2 separate regions of the Oryctolagus cuniculus genome follow, and region 1 is linked to region 2. The links are chromatin contacts, called in public Hi-C maps. All regions are on one chromosome and are shown on one strand. Each heading gives the region's core, a stretch centred on a gene start, on an enhancer-like site or on the middle of the called end of the contact. The rest is flanking DNA. Distances are from core to core; before and after follow the strand shown.

Region 1 (5,337 bases), core at 782-3,281, 330 kb after region 2:
GCTGTTGGTTCACCCTCCAATGGCCGCCATGGCTGGCGCTCAGTGGCCGGCGTACCGTGCTGATCCGATGCCAGGAGCCAGGAGCCAGGTGCTTTTCCTGGTCTCCCATGGGGTGCAGGGCCCAAGCACTTGGGCCATCCTCCACTGCACTCCCTGGCCACAGCAGAGAGCTGGCCTGGAAGAGGGGCAACCGGGACAGAATCTGGCGCCCCGACTGGGACTAGAACCCGGTGTGCCGGCGCCACTAGGCGGAGGATTAGCCTAGTGAGCCGTGGCGCTGGCCTAGTTGAATGGTTTATAAAAAGTATGGCACTCAAAGCCTAGATGTTTACTGACGCTTTAGAGAAAAAATGTGCCAACAGCCTGGAAAGGGAGAGGTTATGGAATGCAGTTATGGAGGTAAGAAATGGAAAAATTAAGTGGCAAGAACTGGATTAGAGGCCAAAAGAAACATTTCTATTACTACTTATGACACTATCACTTTGACCTCGGATAATTTGCTTTACTGTAGAGCAGTTTCCATGTCTAAAATTGTGTAGATGTTAATAATCATTGCAATTAAGTACATTGTGAATAATCAGCATTAATAACTGATGGCTGTGCTTTAAAACAGCTTTACTAGTATAATGTTATCACTTTGATGCAAAACACAGAAAGGCTTTCAAGTAATCAGGATTCTGTTCTTGGCATTTATTGACAAGGTTGTCGATCCTATTTCTGGCCTACTTTTTTTTGCTGGTTTCTAAGGCATGTAAATAAAGGGTCAAATCTCAAAAAAATTAAGCTTTGCATTTAACTGTCAAGCAGTTCAAAATATTTTCAGAAAATAAAGTATCCAGCTGGTTATGTACTACCCATGAGCTTTTAAAAATATCCTTAGAGTCATAATCTTTGAGATTGAAGCACAGTAACCTCTTTTTATAAAGTTGTATGTGCATTCCGGTGTGAAAACCACCAGTGGGATTAAATTTAAATCAATGTTTCTGGGTGTGGTCCAAGTATCACCTACTTAGAATCTTCTTTGATGCCAATTAAATATGCAAATTTCCAGGCTCCATCCAAGAACTTTTGTCTGTTGATCTTTATGTGCTAAAAAGGAAGAGAGCCACTCAAATATTGGGAACAGTCTCTCATCTTCATTGAAATGCAGGCTACATCTCATTAGCTAATTGCATAGACATTGGTTTTGAGAAGCATAATATCAATTGTTTGTAGGCCATTGGCATCATTCATCTTGCAAGTAGGTCTCTGATTTCAGTAGAGACCAAGAAGTAGAGGACAGACTAAGTCAGGCTTCACCTCTATTGGCAAAAAGGTGGAAATACGTACTGTGAAAAGTGAGTAAACACTAAGAATATCCTTTGGTGTGTAATGATGAGTGTTCACTGCATGTATCTGTGTGCCAGGTACACTGCTGCATGCTTAAGTAGCCCTACGCAAGCCCCAGAACAGCTGGTGAGGTGGGTATTAACTCCATTTTACAGATGAAGAGGCTGAGGCCCAAGACTGTAGCTGGTAAGTAGTAGAGCCAAGATTTGAACCCAGGCGCTTGGAATCAAAGTATATTGCATTAACTACTATGCTAGACTGTTACTTAAAATGCATGCAGTATATTCTCTCCCCATTAAAATACATGCAAGCATTTTTCCCTCTGAAGACACTCCAGGGTTTGAATTTCAAGTTTAATTTTCACCGTTTCCTTGCAACGAGAAATATTAATTTACTGTCTTAATATTTTTGACCCTACCCAAAAGCATTTTCTTATTCAGTGTTTTGTATAAGGACAAAAAGATTTACATAAAATTAAATTGACAATGCTTATTAAATTAGTCTAGTTGAAATTCATCACAACACTTTTTTTTTAACTTTTAGGAGACAGGTACTTAACCAACATGTATTGGTTGTTTACAGTGTATTCGGGCACTTTCCTGGCACTGGAGAAAAGAAGGAAAAGGCATAATTCCCAGCCAGTATTTATCCAGGGAGCACACTTGGATGAATAAAGGTAAATGGCAGTGAGTAGTATTAGAAAGTGATCTAAAGGCTGTGAGTAATTCTGCTTTGGAAAATCAAAGTCTTTATGTGGAAAGATGTATAAACCAGGTTGTTGATAGAAGAAAACGTATTTACCACAGGCAGATAGAAGGCTGTAGCCTAAACAAAAGCATATGCAAACTAACACATGTCCAAGAAAGAGTGCCCTGGAATGCAGCATGGCTTAGAAATGGCATGAAGCTCGAGTGCAAAGATGGGCCCGAATGTAAGAGCCTCCTTATGAGCAAAGTGGCTGGAAGTCGGCAGCCTCGGAAACTGCAGAGGTCAGGTACAACCCTGGGGATGAAAAATGACGAGTAGGTCTCTTCATAAGCTGACTGGTTGTATACTGAACGGGAAGCTTTTCTGTGGCCTAATGAAGGCAGAAGTCAAAGAAATGGGTAGGTGTAAGCTGATGCGTAGATTGGAGTTCAGTGGAAATGTTTGGTCTCAAAAGAAATGATTGTTTCTAGTCTGATTTTTTGCTAAACATGGGAGGAGATCTGAACATAGTTCTAAGGAAATGGAGAATTAATATGGATAAGAAAAAGGGAAGACAGCTGAGGGAGGAAGAGCAAGCATTAAGGACATCCTAGGTCTGACCAATGTGGGGAGCTTTTTACTCGTGCTGAAACTAAAGTGTGCGAGGGCTGGTTACCATACATTCTGCGTTTTTAAATTAGCACTAGGGACAAAAAAGGTAGGTTAGCTTTGGCAAAGTTCTCCTTCCTGAGGGTAATAACTATCTCCATATAGCACTCAACATTAGTTGTTCGCTTGAGTTTCTTCCCTACTGAGTGGCAAACCTGTGCCCTATTCTGAGTCACTCCTAGAGTGCGATGCTTGCTGATGAATGAAAGCGACATCAGTGGGCCACAGCTGAAAAGCTCACTGCTTGTCACGGAAAGGCTACTGGGACACTATGGCGATCCCAAGAGGGCCTCTGCCCTCACGGAGAAGCCGACGAAACAGTGTCTGTCTAGCCTGTCTGGGCTTCATCCCCGCGCTCTTGTTGCCCGCGGCGTTCAGGAGAAAGGAATCAAAGTTTCCGGTGCGCCGCCCTCGCGCACCCCTGCCGAGCCCTCACCCTGACCTCGGGCTCTGCGGAGCGCTCGCCCACCCTGGTGCTGAGCTCGCCTCGGCCCCGGGGAACCCGCTCCGGAAGCCGCCGCCCCGCGGGGCCCGAGCGTCCCGGTTGCCCCGGAGACGCCGCGGCGGCTCGGCTCGCTGGGGAGTTGCTGCGCCGCCGGCCGCCTGCTCACAGCGACCCGCGCGGGCTGCGGCTGCTCGGGCTGCTGGAGACCGCGTCGCCCCTGCCCGCGCCGTAAGTGCGGGTTCCGGCCGCCGCGGCTGGCGGTGGGGCCGGAGGGGTCGGCGTGGGGTGGAGGCTCCCGGCTGAGGGAACCCGAGTAGCCCCCGAGAGAAGAGGAGCGCCCAGAAGGGGGAAGGGGAGGAGGCGAGGGGCCGGAGGGGCCGGAGGGGCCGGGGCGGCGGGTTCCACGGGAGCAGGGCGGCCGCGGAGGCGGCCGAGTGGGCAGCCCGGGTCGCCCACGTGTGGGAAGGGGTGCGTTTACCTTGGGAATTCAGTATTTTGTGTTTAACTCAGATCAGATTGCTTTAACAACCCGTCTTCCTGACCAGTTTTTATTAAATATAAATGCGTTAGGTTTCCTTGGAAACCGAACAGCGTAGCAGGCTGTAAGTTTTGGCCTGTCGAATCCCAGACGGATCGGGCCTGGTCTTGAAAATCTCCCTTTTCCCCTCATTCCTAGAATCTAATGGATGAAGAAATCAGTGGGTTTTTCGCTGTCTGTCCCGCGCCCGGCTTCTCCCCATTTGTTTTTCTTTCTTGCTCTATTCCTTAGGCTTATGTGAGCCCCGGGGACTTGATTTGTGATACAGTCATGGAAAACAATCCATCCCTTGGAGTGTTCTGTTTCTGTGTGCATCGTATTGCAAATCCTTGTGACTAAGAAAATTAAATAGAAAATTCCCCAAGGAATTTAATGATCCATTCAAGTGTCTTTCTGTAGTCACTATGCCTGACTTTGCTTTTTTTATAGAATTTTGTTGAGAATCGAATATTTTGTAACATTCTTGAGTTGAGAGGCCCTGTAGCCAACAGGCAGATGGCCGCAATGTGGACGCCACTGACACCTGAGAAATATTTCTACCGGTTGCACCCCTGCCCATAGCCATATCCGCGGTTTCCTCTTTATCCCCTGCCCCAGTCCTGTTTTATATGCCTCCTATGGCCAAGTACTACACAAAATGTACTTAATGCCTTTGCTTTAAAAAGTCATTTTACATCAGTGGGAAGCTTAGAAAATAAAAGAACATCAGCAGAAGTGCAGGTACCAGACAGTGGGCTCACAATGGCAGCCAGGTGTGATAAACAACATAGAAACAAAAGGGTAGGGGAAGTTGTTAACACAGCCCACTGGCAGAGAAAGGACATGGCTTTGGGGACTGGGGAAGACTCAGAGGGAAAAAAAAGACATTTTGTGTTGAGTTGAGCTATAAAAAAAGAGAATTCAAGGTCAGACATTCCAGACTTAGAGACTTGAAAGTGTTTGGGGGAGGAATCTGAGAAGCAAGGTTGGAAAAATAAGTTGAGGGTCAAGAAATAAAGATATACGTGAACTTCATTCAGTGGCATTTGAGGCCTAAGACGTTTTTGAGAAAGGACAATATCCAATTGTGTTGATGTTTGAGAAAGATGGTTTTGGTTTAGTGAAAGTAGGTATAAAGAAGCAAAATGAGTTGAAATGCTTTACAATAGCTTTATATCGATTTAATAATTTCAAACTTGCAAGAACAATATAATGAACTCCCATATATCTCAATCATTAGTTATTTACATCTTGCTCCATTTACTTTACATTTCCTCTCTGCTTCTTTGTCCATACCTGTACTAAGTATTCTGTGCCATTTGAGAGAGAATTGTAGGCATCTTATTCCTTCACCGTTAAATACTTCACTGTATACTTCCTAAGAACTGGGACATTTTCTTTCATAATTACAGGACAAATTACCAAAACCAGGAATGTAATATCTCACCCACAGTCAGTATTTAGATTTTGCCAATTATTCCAGCTTATTCTTCACCGTTATCTTCCCCAACTTCCTGCCCCTCCTCCAACCCACACCCCACCCCACTCCCATTTCAGGATCCAGTTCAGAATCTCTTTGGCATTTGGTGTTCATGTTTCCTAGTCTCCTTCAGTTTGGAACAGTACTTTGACTTTTGTCTTTCTTTCGTGACCTTAACATTTTTTAAAGAATGTAGGTCAGTTTTTTAGA
Region 2 (5,256 bases), core at 1,652-4,151:
GATCTCTGCCTCACTAGAAACATCAGACTAAATGATTACTAAGGGTTCCTTCCAATTCCATGATAAGAAAGTCCCTTGCTCAGATGATACTCTCATTATCTAAGCCTGTGTTCCTGAATAGAATCCTGATTATAACAAAATTATTGCAAGAGAGCTAAATATCTTACACAGAAGGAAGTACCCAAAGGCTACTCAGAAACACATACGTTTCATTGCCAATAACAGGAAGTGGGCCAAGCAGTCACACTGGATATATAAATCAAATCCACCATCTGAAGTCTAGATGCCAAGACAAAGGGTAGCGGATGGGTGCAGCAGCCAGAAGAAGAAGGAGACAAAGAAATAATAGAAAACCAAAGTCTGTCTTCATTCATTCATGCATTCAACAAATACATTTACTGAACATCTAATAGGTACTAGGCCTTATACTGGATCTAAGTACAGAAAACCAGGCACAGTTCTTACACTAAGGGAGTCTACAGTGAGTGAGAAATACATATTAGCCAAATAATCCTACTAACAAATATAACCTGATAGTTGTACTCATGAAGGAGAAGGACACAGGGTCACACAGTAGAGACTTGCCCTGATCAAAGAGGTCAAAGAAGTCAGACTTGAAGCCATGACTGAGCTGAGATTTGAAGAAAAGGCGTAAGTTACAAATGCAGAGGGGAAAGCACATCCTGGGCAAAGCACAATCGGTGAAGGAGGTGTGGGAAATGAAAGGAACAGCAAGAAGGCCAAAGTGATTGGAGTGAAGAGAGCAAGGCTGAGTAAGAGTACATATAAAGTTGGATAGGTGCAGGACTTGTGGTCATGTTAAGGAATATTGCACCCCATAATGGGAAGCCATTCAAACATTTGAACATGGTGTGTGTGGGGTGGGGTAGAAGACATGGAGAAGGAAGAAATTACTCTGGAGACATTATGGAAAGTAGGGGTCCAAAGAATTGTAGATAGCTCAATAAGGAGATTTTATAAGCAACAAGGAAGAGATTATCAGGATAATGAAAGTGGAAGTAGGGGTAAGAGTATGGACTCAGTAGAGTTTGAGAGGGCAAAATCATATGTAAAGGATAAGGTAGAGGGAAGGGTCATGAAACTCCAAGTTTTAGTCTACATAGCAATGGTGAATGATGCCCTCCAGTGAGATAGGGAACATGAAATTATTTGGGGAAGCAGCAGGGGAGGAGAATGAAGAGTTGGTTTGGGGTGGGTCATGACTTAGATGCCTGTGAAACTAACACATGGAGATGTTAAGCAGGAAATTAGATATGTAGATCTAGAGCTTAGAGGAAAGACCTGGATGGGAAAACATTTTATGCCTTTAATAAAGCATGGAATAAGAAGGAAAAAAATGTCTAGGACTGAGCCTTGAGTATTTTAATATTTATTGACCTGGAAAAATAGGAAAAGGTTGCAAAAGGGACAGAAAATGAACAGTCAGAGAAGATGAAGACAATCAAAAGAGCCTGCTATTATCAATGCCAAGAAAAGACAGTGGTCCAGGAGGAGGTATGGTCAACAGTGTAGACCACTATCAAGAGGTCAAGGAAAGTGAATGACCTAGACACAGGCTGCTTTGTTGGGCTGATGAGACAGAATTCAGCCTGACATTGGCCTGACACAGGGAAGTGAACAGAGATAAGCAAGTATATATATTCTTTCTATATGCCTCTGTAAAGGAAAGAAGAGAATGTGAAAACTTTGGGGGAATGTAGGGTTGAAGAGTTGTCTCCACTGACTTTACCCCACCACAAGTGGGATACTTGTGCATGCTTTCACACTGGCAAAAAGAATCCAGGTGAGAAGTAGAGATTGACTATGAAAGCATAATGAAAGAGTGCGCAGCACACAGTAGATGGATATGGTACTGAAAAGGATAGATGGCTAGGAACATGAGGTAGGTAGAACTGCCTGGTTACAAGGTGGTCACAATAGTGAAAAAAATCTGTTGATATTATTAAGTTGCTACTAGGGAGTGAAACAGTTGGAAGCCAAAGCCTCTTACAGAGATAGGCACTTGGCCTGGTAGTTAAGATACTAGTTGAGACATCCACATCCCATACCAGAGTGCCTAGGTACAATACCCAGCTTGGGCTAATGCAGATCCTGAGAGGTGGCAGTGATTGCTCAAGTAATTGGGCGACTGTCACTCATGTGGGAGACCTGAATTAGGTTTATGGCTTTTGATTTAAGCCCTGGTCCAATCCCCAGCCATTGTGAGGATCTGGGAAGTGAATGAGCAGATGGGAGTTCTCTTCTTCCTTCTTCCTTTTCCTTCCTCCTTCCTCCTCTACCACCTTTTTTTTTTTTAAATTTGAAAGTCAGAGTTACACAAAGAGAGTAGAGGCAGAGAGAGAAAGAGAGGTCTTCCATTCAATGGTTCACTCCCCAACTGGCCGCAACGACCAGAGCTGCGCCGATCCAAAGCCAGGAGCTAGGAGTTTCTTTCAGGTCTCCCACATGGGTGCAGGGGTCCAGGACTTGGGCCATCCTCCACTGCTTTCCCAGGCCATAACAGAAAGCTGGATCGGAAGTGAACAGCCGGGTCTCGAACCGGCACCCATATGGGATGCTGGCGCTTCAGGCCAGGGCTTTAACCCACTGCGCCACAGCATCGGCCCCTAAAATTATTTTCTAAGGAAGTGATATGGTCTGTGTTTCTTCATTTGAATCACAAAATTATTTCCTAGCACTAAGCTATTTTAAAAATGAGGAAATTGAGTTGCATACATAGCTATGGCTTATCTCAAACAGAAATGAAGAACTTGGAGCATCTCTGAATCCAAGATTCCAATGACTCCAAATGTGTAAAATACCTGCATGACACAAAGCCATTATCCAAGACACAGAATCTATAGGCACCCACTCCAAGCCCTTGTGAAGTTTTAGGAGGGAAAGAAATCTTTATTTTAAGCATCTGCTGGTTGTGAGGCTCTGTGTAGGTGGCTCTGGCAGACATTGTCTCATTTAATCCTCATCACACTCGATGGTGATTGGATCTGAGCCTCTATCCAGGAAAAGAGAAATCTGCTTTGCCACTTTGCTGAGAGTACCAGGCTGGTTATTTCACCTCTTCAGTGGCCTTTATGTTTGGCCCCAGGCTAACCTGGCCTGCCAGAGCCAGGGTGAGATAGGTGTTTTGTGGATGGCATGACAGTTCCCTGAGCATCTTCATACATCCTCAGTCAACAAATTGCTGGAAGGATTTGTATTGTTATCTTCTCAATCTTCCTTTTTTTCTAAGTTGTGTTCCAGACAAATATTTGTGGTCATGGCTCCACAAAACCAAAACAGAGAAATGTCATCTGCTGAGGGAGGAACTGCTGAGTACTTACCAGGGATCTAATATATTATTCTTTCTTAATCCAACAACACCTACTCCAAATCCCTACCTTTAAAACACATCCTATTTCCCAACTGGCAGAAACAGAGCAAGCCACTGAGTAAGATTCTCAAAAAATACCCCCCTCTTGATTTTTATTGTTAGGTTTTGTTGTTGTTGTTGTTTGTTTTCTGTTTTTACTACTAAAGGAAAATATCTAGGCAAATAAGTTTAAAGAGAGACACTTTTTCCTTAGCTCGCAGTTTTGGAGGTTCAAGTCTCTGATAAGAGTAGCCAACAGCAACGACAAATGGAAGAAAGATCACATGGTGAGCCAGGAAGTAGAGGCAGTGACTGGGCCCAAACTCAGGCTCTTACAACAACACTGTCATGAGAACTACCTTATGAGGACACACCTTGATGTAAGGACTTCCCACTAGGCTCCACTTCCTCCCAGGTTCCTCCTCTGCCACCCCTCTGAAACCAACCCTTTAACACATAAGCCTCTGAGAGACATTCAACACTCAAACTAATATTCAAGCCTTAGCACCCTTTCTCAACTCCATATTCAGTCCCTTCTTGCCACTAAGGACCCTTAGGGTCAACTGTTTCCTTATCACCTTACTCTAAATGTAATTCTCTCTATAAGAATATTTCACTATCCATCTTTTATATTCTGAATGCCAATGAATTTTTCTTGCTCTGGTATTTTTTCCCCAGCTTTGGAAAGAGGTGATATGAAAAGCATAAGTACAATGCTGGAAACTGACCACCAAACTCATAAAAGATATCTCAAAACAATTTGCTCTTAACAAACAGCAAGTCTAGGTTTGGTGTTATGTGCAGCAGATTAAGCCACCACTTATGATACCAGCATTCCATATCAGGTTTGAGTCCCTGCTGCTCTGCTTCCAATCCAGCTCCCTGCTAATGTGCCTGAAAGGCAATAGAATATTGCCCAAGAGCTTGGGCCCCTGCACCCACCTGGGAGACCAGGATATTGTTCTTGGCTCCTGGCTTCAGCCTGGCCTAGTTCTGACCATTGTAGTCATTTGGGAAGTAAACCAGAGGATGAAAGATCCATCTCTCTCTCTCCCTCTCTCCCTCCCTTCATCCCTCCCTCCCTTCCTCCTATTCCATCTGTTACTCTGCCTTTCAAACAAATAAAAATTAAACAAATTAAATCAAAATTTAAAAAAAAAATCGAAAGTCAGAGTTACACGGGGGTGGGGGAGAGAAGTCTTCCATCTGCTGATTCACTCCCCAGGTGGCCATAATGGCCAGAGCTGGGCTAGGTCAAGGCCAGGAGCTTCATTTAGGTCTTCCATGTGGGTGGCAGCGGTCCAAACACCTGAGCCATTGCCTGCTGCTTTTCCCAAGCCATTAGCAGGGAATAGGATCAGAAGTAGAGCAGCTGGGACATGAAGGAACACCCATATGGGATGCCAGCATCACAGGTGGTGGCTTTATCCATTATACAATGCTGGCCCCATAAAAATAAGTCTTAACAACAAAGAAAGAAAAGAGAGGAGGGGAGGGGAGGGGAGAGGAGGGAGAGGAAGAGAGGGGAGTGGGGGAAGGGAAGGGAGAGGAGAAGAGAGGAGAGTGGAGTTTCCCAAAGGATCTACTTCTTCAAAGGACAAAGAAACATAATGTACACACAACCCTGAGAATTGCTGAAAGGGGAATTCTTTCTTCCTTCTCCCTCCAACCTTCATGGTCTTCCACATCCCTCTCTCTCCTGTCCCTAAACTTCCTTCCTGTAAAAGTAGGGGATGGTTTTCTTCCCACAAGTTTGCCCCAGCCCATCCCCCACTGACTTCATAACAAACCATAAACATTTGTTGACTACAAGCTACGTGTGTGAATATATAAACACTCTTTCATTACCTGTCACCTGCCTTACTCATGAAGAATGAAAAACACAG

The links. A called contact is a pair of places that touch in the nucleus more often than the background predicts.
Region 1: a contact with region 2 is called in a Hi-C map of an unstated tissue, with 4 times the contacts expected there. The contact joins the promoter of CDKL4 here to the enhancer-like site in region 2. A contact is called at or near these places in 2 of 6 Hi-C or Micro-C datasets (liver and an unstated tissue).

What each region holds. Positions count from the first base shown.
Region 1 is chr2:163,634,347-163,639,683 of mOryCun1.1, forward strand. CDKL4 (cyclin dependent kinase like 4) reads left to right here and starts at 2,032. Exons shown (of 12, transcript XM_070069210.1): 1 at 2,032-3,358.
Region 2 is chr2:163,300,155-163,305,410 of mOryCun1.1, forward strand. All of the region lies in intron 5 of LOC103347699 (a long non-coding RNA gene), which reads right to left. Among named protein-coding and RNA genes, the nearest start is that of MAP4K3, 110 kb to the right of the region's middle. Within about 2 kb of position 2,902, at least 2 of the 8 cell types and tissues checked have an H3K27ac peak or open chromatin away from gene starts, as enhancers often do.